Regions from separate parts of the Sus scrofa genome. Here regions 1 and 3 are each linked to region 2. Evidence: chromatin contacts called from public HiChIP or PLAC-seq and promoter capture Hi-C data. All regions are on one chromosome and are shown on one strand. Each heading gives the region's core, a stretch centred on a gene start, on an enhancer-like site or on the middle of the called end of the contact. The rest is flanking DNA. Distances are from core to core; before and after follow the strand shown. Region 1 overlaps PRDM10 (PR domain zinc finger protein 10). Region 2 holds the start of ST14 (suppressor of tumorigenicity 14 protein). Region 3 holds the start of PRDM10 (PR domain zinc finger protein 10).

Evidence for each region. Promoter capture Hi-C pulls out the DNA fragments that hold promoters and counts their contacts. HiChIP or PLAC-seq counts read pairs in DNA pulled down with a chosen protein or histone mark.
Region 1: a promoter capture Hi-C map of fetal liver shows a contact between it and region 2, with 4 times the contacts expected there. The contact joins the enhancer-like site here to the promoter of ST14 in region 2. A contact is called at or near these places in 1 of 5 promoter capture datasets (fetal liver) and 12 of 47 Hi-C or Micro-C datasets (blood, brain, embryonic fibroblasts and 6 more).
Region 3: a contact with region 2 is called in an H3K27ac HiChIP or PLAC-seq map of alveolar macrophages. The contact joins the promoter of PRDM10 here to the promoter of ST14 in region 2.

Annotation. Positions count from the first base shown.
Region 1 is chr9:56,683,447-56,686,572 of Sscrofa11.1, reverse strand. All of the region lies in intron 11 of PRDM10 (PR domain zinc finger protein 10), which reads left to right. Among named protein-coding and RNA genes, the nearest start is that of NFRKB, 29 kb to the right of the region's middle. Within about 2 kb of position 1,477, at least 9 of the 83 cell types and tissues checked have an H3K27ac peak or open chromatin away from gene starts, as enhancers often do. A contact at or near this core is called in fetal liver, where this site is marked.
Region 2 is chr9:56,886,809-56,889,766 of Sscrofa11.1, reverse strand. It overlaps ST14 (suppressor of tumorigenicity 14 protein), which reads right to left and starts at 1,521. Exons shown (of 19, transcript XM_005667512.3): 1 at 1,228-1,521. The coding sequence starts at 1,308.
Region 3 is chr9:56,748,012-56,750,782 of Sscrofa11.1, reverse strand. It overlaps PRDM10 (PR domain zinc finger protein 10), which reads left to right and starts at 1,296. Exons shown (of 22, transcript XM_013979568.2): 1 at 1,296-1,420.

The DNA of each region.
Region 1 (3,126 bases), core at 228-2,727, 200 kb after region 2:
TTCTAAACCTTGCATCTGGCCTATCACACGCTCAAGCTCCTCACTTTGGAAGAAAGTATTAACTATTTCTCGGAGTCACTGTGTTCCATGGCAGGCTGGAATGGCTGGTCTTAGGTTTGACCAATTTAGCCATGGCACGGGAGCCTGGCTCTTGGCAGCTTCTGGACTGCTGTGGTTAGAGTAGGGTAGCTCTCTGGATCCCTTACTCACAGACTGGAACTGGAGAAATAAGTACATTGAGTTATAATAGTTACTTGTATTTAAGCCAGCCTAATTTGTGCCTAATCACAGTTCTCAAGTTAATTTTGGGTTTTGAATTTGGTTATTGGCGGTTTCCAAGGGATGGCTGGCAAATGCCATGACTTGTCAGTGCAAAGGAACCGTGTCTAGGTTGATAGGGCAGGTGCAGCCCACACACTGAGGCAGCTCAGAGCTAACCATCAAGTTTAGGGGTAGGGCAGTGACCTACGTGACCTACGTCTTGACTTTAGACCCTGTGGCTGCAGGGCCTGTCTGGCTGCTGGGCCAGGTGTGTTTTATCCCCATGTCACTCATAGCCTCGAGTGTGAGTTAGAACCTGCAGGGGATGAGTGTGGAGAGCAACGTGGTTTTATGGGATGAGCGCCCTTGCTGACAATTTACATCCAGAAAACAGTCACTTCAACCCATGTTTGTGGCAGCAGGGCGTTTCAAGCCTTTCCTTTGTCCTTCATGTGTGGATGAGAGAGACTTTTTGTATAACTTCCCAGTTTCTAGATGGTTGATCATTTTAGTTTATGTTTCTTGGGTCTTCTCATTTGCCTGTAGGCTAGAAGGGATCTTGAACAGCCGAATAGTCCATCCCTTCATGTAAAAATGCATTTAAACGTTTGTACCGTGTGACAGGATGGAAGAGCCCTGAGCACACCGAGGCCTTTAGCAGGGTCCTGACATGGAAACTTTGAAAATGTGTGCCTCCATGTATGTCATTTCAAAAGAATGTGTAAACACATACAGACCAGAAAGGCAGAAAGCTATGAATACCTTCCATTCATCATGCTACAAGATTTCCCAATCTGCATTGCACCCTCTTATGCAAATAACTGTCTTTTCTGCTTTGGCCATTCTGATTTTTCATTGAGTCCAGAGAAATGCTTGCTAGATTTAATTTTTTTGAAGGAAAACAACTAAAGTCCACATGTGCAAGGGTAGTGTAGCCATGCTGGTACTTGTGCTCTAGTACAAAGTTCCTTGTGTCACAGCCAAAGCCACGTGCATGTGGCTTTTGGAGGTCAGTCTTAGGTGAGCTATTTTTTTTTTTTTTCCTCTCACACATTCTAAAAAGCAGGGCTATGTATTTTTTCATCTTTTCTATCCAGATTGGTAATGACCAACTGAAGGGAAGCCTTCCAACCCCATTGGTAATGTAACTATTTTTCTCTCCTCTAATGCTGCCTGCTCAGTTGGAGCTGCAGGTAGGTTTTTTTCCTGTGTTTCACTCACATAACAGAATGTTATTTAAGTGTTTGCCTGACCTGCTGTTCTTTGCAACCTGTACTTACTAAATCCTGGTGGAAACGACAATTTGGTTGCTATAAACGCAAATTAGTTAATGAATACCAATAATGTATTTCCAAATAGGAAGCGAGTTAAACCGTGGGCTGCAATTTGCACATACACACAACACATGGTAGGACTAAGTGATCTGCAAGGTCCCTTCCAGCTCTGAAACAACCGAAAGACTTTTGCAGTGGCTCTGAGTTCATACTGTATGTGTAGCACTGCCGAAACCCAGTAGCATTTTCACTGGAGTCCTTTCCCCTGGGATCTTGCAGTCTAATTTGACAGACGATGTTAATGTAAGATGGGTCACAGTGAAGTGCTAAATTTAAAGGAAAAGCCTATAATCGCTATAGGAAGTTGGAAGAGTGAAAGGCCAAAGAAAGATGGAGTTGGGGAATAATTCATTGGTGATGTAAATCTTAAACTTGTCCTTGAAAGAGAGACAGGAGGAAGGTAGACCATTTCAGAGGAGGGCAGCCATGGCATCAAAGGCTGAGACACAGGAATGTGCTTGATGTGGTTACGGGACTGTGCACACGCTGGCCTGACCCTCGCACAGATGCCACTTGGAGGATAGTGGAGAGGAAGGTATGTTGGGTGGGGCTCCTGCACCAAAGCTTTTGAAAACTGAGCAGAAAGCAGGCCAGAGAAAAATTGCTTAAAAAAAAAAAAAAAAAAGAAAAGAAACATTGATATCCTAGATCAAAATAATAAAAAATCAGATCAATAATTTAGGTTCCTAAATACAAAACATTTTTTTAAAAATTAAAAAAAAATCAGATTCCTTTAGCTCTTAATATCATATTTTAGAAACATTTTAATGGTTTTTGTCTGCAAAGAATTTGTTGTCACAGAATTCATTTCTTTCTTTCTTTTTTTTTTTTTTTAAGGGCTGCACTCATGGCATATGAAGTTCCCAGGCTAGGGGTCAAATCAGAGCTGCAGCTGCCGGCCTATGCCACAGCCATGACAATACCAGATTCGAGCCAAATATGTGACCTACACCATAGCTCATGGCAAGGCTGGCTTCTTAACCCACTGAGAGGGGACAGATTGAACCTGAGTCCTTATGGATACTAGTTGGGTTCATCACTGCTGAGCCACAGCAGACGCTCTATCTCAGAATTCATTTCAGTGAATTTCTCATCACATGTTTTAGCAACTATGCCATTTTGGCACCTTTATTTATTTATTTTTTATGGCTGCACCCACAGCATTTAGTAGTTCCCGAGCCAGGGACTGAATCCGAGCTGCAGCTGTGACTTATGTCACAGTTGCGGCAATGCCAGATCCTTTAACCCACCACGCTGGGCTGGGGATCAAACCTGCACCTCCGCAGTGACCCAAGCCACAGCAGTCAGATTCTAAACTACTGCGTCACAGTGGGAACTCCTTGGCACTTTAGCGTAGCTTATGTACCGTCCAGTATGTAGTGGTTGGCTGACAACAGCTCTGAGACCCATCTCTGCTGCTTCCACATTTTAAAATAATTTCTTCTAGAAAATGTGCACCACTGCAGCTCTAAACTGCAGAAGATGCCGTAGAGTAGAAATGGCCTGCTAGTGGGTTGGGGAGTGGGGGCAG
Region 2 (2,958 bases), core at 272-2,771:
AGTGGAGAAACCCAGAGTACCCAGCCTCAGTTGCTAAGGGTGGTTCAGAGAATGAGGGCATCCCCAGAATCTGGCTTCTGCAAGCTTTCTCAGTCAGAATGGCCTTGGAAAAGACAGTGATTCTCGAGAGACCTCCGTGGAGGCCTGGCTGTTAGTCCTGCCAGAGCACTGCCATGTAGCTTCCCCGCTCTTTACGTTAAGATCTAACTTTTTTTTTTTTTTTTTTTTTTTTTTTTTTTTTTTTTTGAGTTCCCGTCGTGGCGCAGTGGTTAGCGAATCCGACTAGGAACCATGAGGTTGCGGGTTCGGTCCCTGCCCTTGCTCAGTGGGTTAACGATCCGGCGTTGCCGTGAGCTGTGGTGTAGGTCGCAGACGCGGCTCGATCCCGCGTTGCTGTGACTCTGGTGTAGGCTGGCGGCTACAGCTCCGATTCAACCCCTAGCCTGGGAACCTCCATATGCCGTGGGAGCGGCCCAAAGAAATAGCAAAAAGACAAAAAAAAAAAAAAAAGATCTAACATTTTAATTAAAGATCTTTTAAGAAGTCTCTCCTGTTCTTTCTGCCAAGCAAGAGTTTTCTGCTTCAGTGTCTTCCAAAAGGCTCAAGACACAGCTTCCCACATCCTTTCCCATAAAGTCACCTGCCCAAACGGCTCCATCCCCTCTTGGAGAAGCCCAGACCCAGTCCCGCCCTGGGTGTCCCAAGCTCTATGGCAAGCGAAGCTCTGGCCTCCCAGTTGTCCTCTGCAGAGGTCCTCAGAATGTCTTCAGACCAGCAAGACAAAAACAAGTTCCTGCAGAGGCCAAGGACGCTAGGACTCCGGAGCCCTTTGGCAACTTTCCTTTCCCGACCCAAACCACCTAGTCTGAGGCCACGCCGTTGGTTCCTTCCAGATGTGCACCCACTGCGCGGAGATTATGCAAGGCCCAAGATGAGAACCCTTCCAGGTCAGGGAAAAGCCCGAGGGACAGGGGGACCGGGGCAGAGAGACGCCTGTACCTAGGCGGGCGCGGCGAGGCGGGAATCGAAGGTCCTGCCGGGTTCCCGCCGAGCAGGAAATTCCACCTGTTGACCCGGCGCCGCGACCACAAACCGGCAGAGGAGCGGCTCCCTCGGCCGACAGAAGCGCCGCGCTACTCCCCCGGCCCCCGATTCCCCGGGCCCTGTCCTCGCCCCCCGGCCCCCGCGTGTCCCGCCCAGATGCCCGCGCCGCCAGCGCTCGCCCACCTCCGGCCGCGAACTGTACTTGAGTCCCGCGCCGAGGCCCCCGAAGCCGCCAGCGCCCCTGCGCTCCCGGTCGCTCCTCATGGTCCCGTGGGCGGTGGGGCTCAGGCCATCGCCGCGGGGTCGGGGTCGGGGCGCGGGGCGGGCCTGGTTCCGGTCGCAGGTCCAGCGCGCCGGCCGCCGAGGTTCTTACCCGGCCCTTCCTGTCGCGCGCAGGTAGTTTCAGGGTGTGGCTCCCGGCCAGCCCCGCCCGCCGCGTCGCCGCACCTTCCCCTCCACCCCCTCCACCTCCTCCCCCCAGCCCGCGGGGCTCTCGGCCACCTCCTCCCCTAGGGAACCGGGAAGCTAGGCCACTGCCTGGAGGTGGTGGAGGAGCTGGGTGGGGCGACCTGTCTGGCGGTGGCCCTCTGCCCGCACCGTGCCCCGCTCACATAACAGGCCCCCGGGAGATAGCGTGAAACTGCAGCGAAACTTGGGAGTTCCCGGCCTGGCGCTGTGGAAATGAATCCGACTAGGAACCATGAGGTTTCAGGTTCTATCCCTGGCCTCGCTCAGTGGGTTAAGGATACGGCGTTGCCCTCAGCTGTGGTGTAGGTTGCAGACGCGGCTCGGATCTGGCGTTGCTGTGGCTCTGGCCTGGGATGGCAGCGGCAGCTCGGATTAGACCCCTAGCAGGTGCGGCCCTAAAAAGACAAAACAAACAAACAAAACAGGGAAACTTTTCCCCCACCCCCGCCCTTTTCCTCGCCTAGAAGTGGCCCATCCTCCACCTGGAGTCCAGCCTTGGTTTCCCTCCCTCTCTTCCAGAGTCTTCAGTCTCTCCCCACCTTGCTCCACTTGTCCAGGTCTCAGTTCTGACCTACCCGTGGCCCAGCTTCCACCTCCAGCCACTGGCCCCCTCTCCCTCCTGGCAGGTAGCTGCCTCTCCTTCCTCCTTGTTGCTCCATGAGGGCCTCCCTGTGGCCTGCATCCGGCTCTCCCAGAGTTGCTCAACTCAGTGCCCTCTCAACTGCTCCCAGCCTCCTTCACCTATTTGCAGCATCTGATACTGATTGACCCCAGCCTCAAATGCTCACCTTCCCTGGATTCTGGTCCTCCTTTCTGGCCCCTAAATGTCAGAGTTCCCAAAGCTCTCTCTCTTTTTTTTTTCTCTACACTTTCTTGGCAACTCATCTGATGGCTTCAGGTAGGTTAAGTCCACCTTCCTAGCATTGACATGATGAGGGAGGGCCAATCCTGAATTAACAATTGCCTGGGGAGAAAAATTGCTTGGGAACTTCTCCTTTTGCTTTCTACTAGTGTTACGCATTTGCATTTAACAAATATCATTCAGTACAAGTTATATATTAAGCACCCGTTCTTGATGCTGGGAAACAAGAGCAAGCAAAATAAAAACTCCTGCTTTGGAGTTTCCTTGTGGCTCAGGAGGTTAAGGATCCCGTGTTGTCACTGCTGTGGCTCAAGTTAGATACCTGGCATGGAAACTTCCACAGGCCCCTGGCACGGCCAAAAAGAAAAAAGAAAAGAAAAGAAAAACAGCAAAAGAGAAACAATCAGCAAGGCCCAGACTCCCTTCCCAGACTTGGCCGTCTTGCACCATTTCTCCTGTTATATTATCATTCTCCTAGGCTCAAAACCTTGGAATCATCTTTGACTCTCCAACCCTCAACCCTTATATTTCCTACCTAATTTGTTCCAGACTCAGTTGAGACCTTCACTTAAGTAGCTGAGGTG
Region 3 (2,771 bases), core at 47-2,546, 140 kb after region 2:
TCGCCGTTAACACTTTTTTTTTGTCTTTTTTTTTTTGTCTTTCTAGGGCCTCACTGGCATATGGAGGTTCCCAAGCTAGGGCTCCAGTCGGAGCTGTAGCCACCAGCCTACACCAGAGCCACAGCAACGCTGGATCCGAGCCTTGTCTGCGACCTACACCACAGCTCACTGCAACGCCAGGTCCTTAACCCATTGAGCAAGGCCAGGGATTGAACCAGCATCCTCATGATGCTACTCGGGTTCGTTAACCTCTGAGCCACCAAGGAAACTCCTATCGCCGTTAACACTTTTATCCGTTTAGATTCTAGTGTGCTAAGTATTTTACATGTAAATCCCACTTAGTCTTCTAAACAACATAGCAAGGTAGATGTCATGGATGGGATAATTGTTCCCTGTACGTGGAAAGGCTCTAGGTCTCTTCAAGTTCTAGCTGCTATTCATATTAGGGGTGGGGAACTAGAGCTGGTGTTTTATTGTAGAGTCTGAGCTCATTTCTCTGCACTTGGCTCCTTTGCAGAGGCAGTTTTGAGGGACGGTACGATGTGGGAGCCTGAGGTTAAGAAAACAGAGCTAAGTCTTTGGTTAACCAGTGTTTCGTAACACTTCATGTTTGTGAAATTTTTCAGAATGGTAAAAGGAAAGGAGAGACTCAGACCGGCGCTCCCTGGGTCTGCAGGGTTGAGTTTAGACGCCGTGGGCCGGCTCCGCTCGGGTCCCGCTCGTGGCGTGGATTTGGCAGCAGAGGCCGGAGCAGGCGGGCGTGCGCTTGGCCCACCGTGTCCCGGGATGCAGCTCTCAGGGCTAGGGCTCTCGGGTGCGTGCGGGGAAGGCTTGACACCCGACAGACTTGCAGTCCCTCCTCCCACTTGGGGCACTGAGGCTGGCGAGCTGCCACCCGAAGAACAGAGGCTGGAACTCTCCCACCTGGGCCACGGCGGGTCCCGGTGAGCTGTCTTGACCCTGAATCCGAAGAGTCGGCTCTTCTGATTGGCTTAGAGCACAAACGCAGGCGAACGCTGCCCGAAACCCGCTCTTTGATTGGATTTTAAACGAACAGCAGAGCACGAAATAAAGAGGCCTTCAGCCATTGGGCCATTGTGTGAATCTCCTTTTGGCTTCTCCACCGACTGAATAAGCGTCTCAGGATCTTCGTCATGAGTCTTAAATCTGGGCCTGTCAGTTCGCCCCAGCGTTACTCGTCTTTCGGCAGGGCAAGGAGTTTACAGAGTTCAACCAATCATATAACGCCGAGATCAGGTTGCCAGGCAGATTATGCTAATGAAGCCCCGCCTTTTATGCTGCTCCCACTCTGCGGCGGGAAGAACCACCTGGAGGTGGCGGGGGGGTTTGATTTCCATCACCCCTAGGGAGAGAGGATCGGGGACCCGCTGATCTACCAGCTCCCCTCACCCAACGTCGTGTAAGTACCTAAAGGATTAAGGGAACCGGATAAGCCAGCGTCCAGAGTACCCCATCGACTGGGAGGGTGTTTCGTCTTTGCTTAGTCCCACCCAAAATGGCGCCAAGCTCTTTCCGCGTCTCAGAGCCCGGCCGGGGCCAACCGACCGCGGACCCGGGTGGGGGGGGAGCTTGGTGATGGTGGTGGGGGGGAGAAATCCCGGCGGCACCGCCCGATGGTACAGTCCAGCCGGGGCTGGGACAAGGCACCTCACTCGGGGTGGGGGGTCAAACCATCTGCACCTTCCAAGGGGAAAGGGGCAAAATCCCCTACCCGAGCCCCTCCTGGCGCTGTGTTCAGCCATGGCTCCGGCGCCTCTTCGCCCTGCCTTCCCCGCGCGCAGCCTCCCCCCTGCGACCCCCGAGCGGCTCGCACGCTCCGCCGGCCGCGCGCACCTCTCCTCCCCTGCCCGCGTTGGTTGGGCCGGGACGGCGGTTGGGCGCCCTGCACGCTTCTGCGGCGGCGGTTGGGCGGGCGCTTGGGGTGCGGCGGGCGCTCGGGGTGCAGCAGGCGGTCTCAGCTGGCGGGCGCGGGGGCGGCGGCGCGGCGTTGGACTAGGGGCCGGCGGGCTCAGTGGTCTGGGTTCCCTGCTTTGTCTCGGGAGGCCGCGCCACCGTCTTGCCATTGATTGTTGGCTCCTAGTTCCTTATGCACAAGTTGGCGTCCCGGGACCCGGCGAGGGATGGATGGCCCGTTTGGGGCATTCTTGGTGGACAGTGTTCGCGGTGGGCAGGGCGCAGGCCGAGGTCCACCTCTGCTCTGGGGCGGCGGGGACGGGTGCGGAGGCTTGAGCCACAGGCCTTTGGGAAGCGGGTTGGCGGTACTGAGTTGCCAGCCTATCGTCAGCTTTGCTTAAGCACTTTTTAGCCTGTGGCCACATCTCGGGTGCTCTGCTAAGTCAAGTGAACGCAGATTTGTCGAATTTTGTGTGCGTTCGTGCTTAGCCTTGTTTGGCGGGTTGGTTGGGTTCCGATCAATTTTCAGTCAATGTTTGTGTACGTTTAAGCACAAGGCTGGCTCCTTCTAGGTCTGAAGTCGAGGATCAAGCTTGAGAGGGTTCGCACCCAGCTGGGCCATGTGCCATTCGAAGCCTATTCAAATCTTGCCCGGCTGGTCGTCCCCCAAAGTTCTTTAAACTCAGAAGCACTTCATAAAAAACAAATCACTCGTGAGGGTTTGCGGCCTCTTTTTCTGACGCATTCCTTTGTTTCTCCACCTTTTGCTGTAAGCTCTTTGAAGGCAGGAAGGTGTACTGTGTGTGTTTTTGGTACACTGCCCACTCCACCCCCAGCACCGCAAGCGCTTCTGTGTT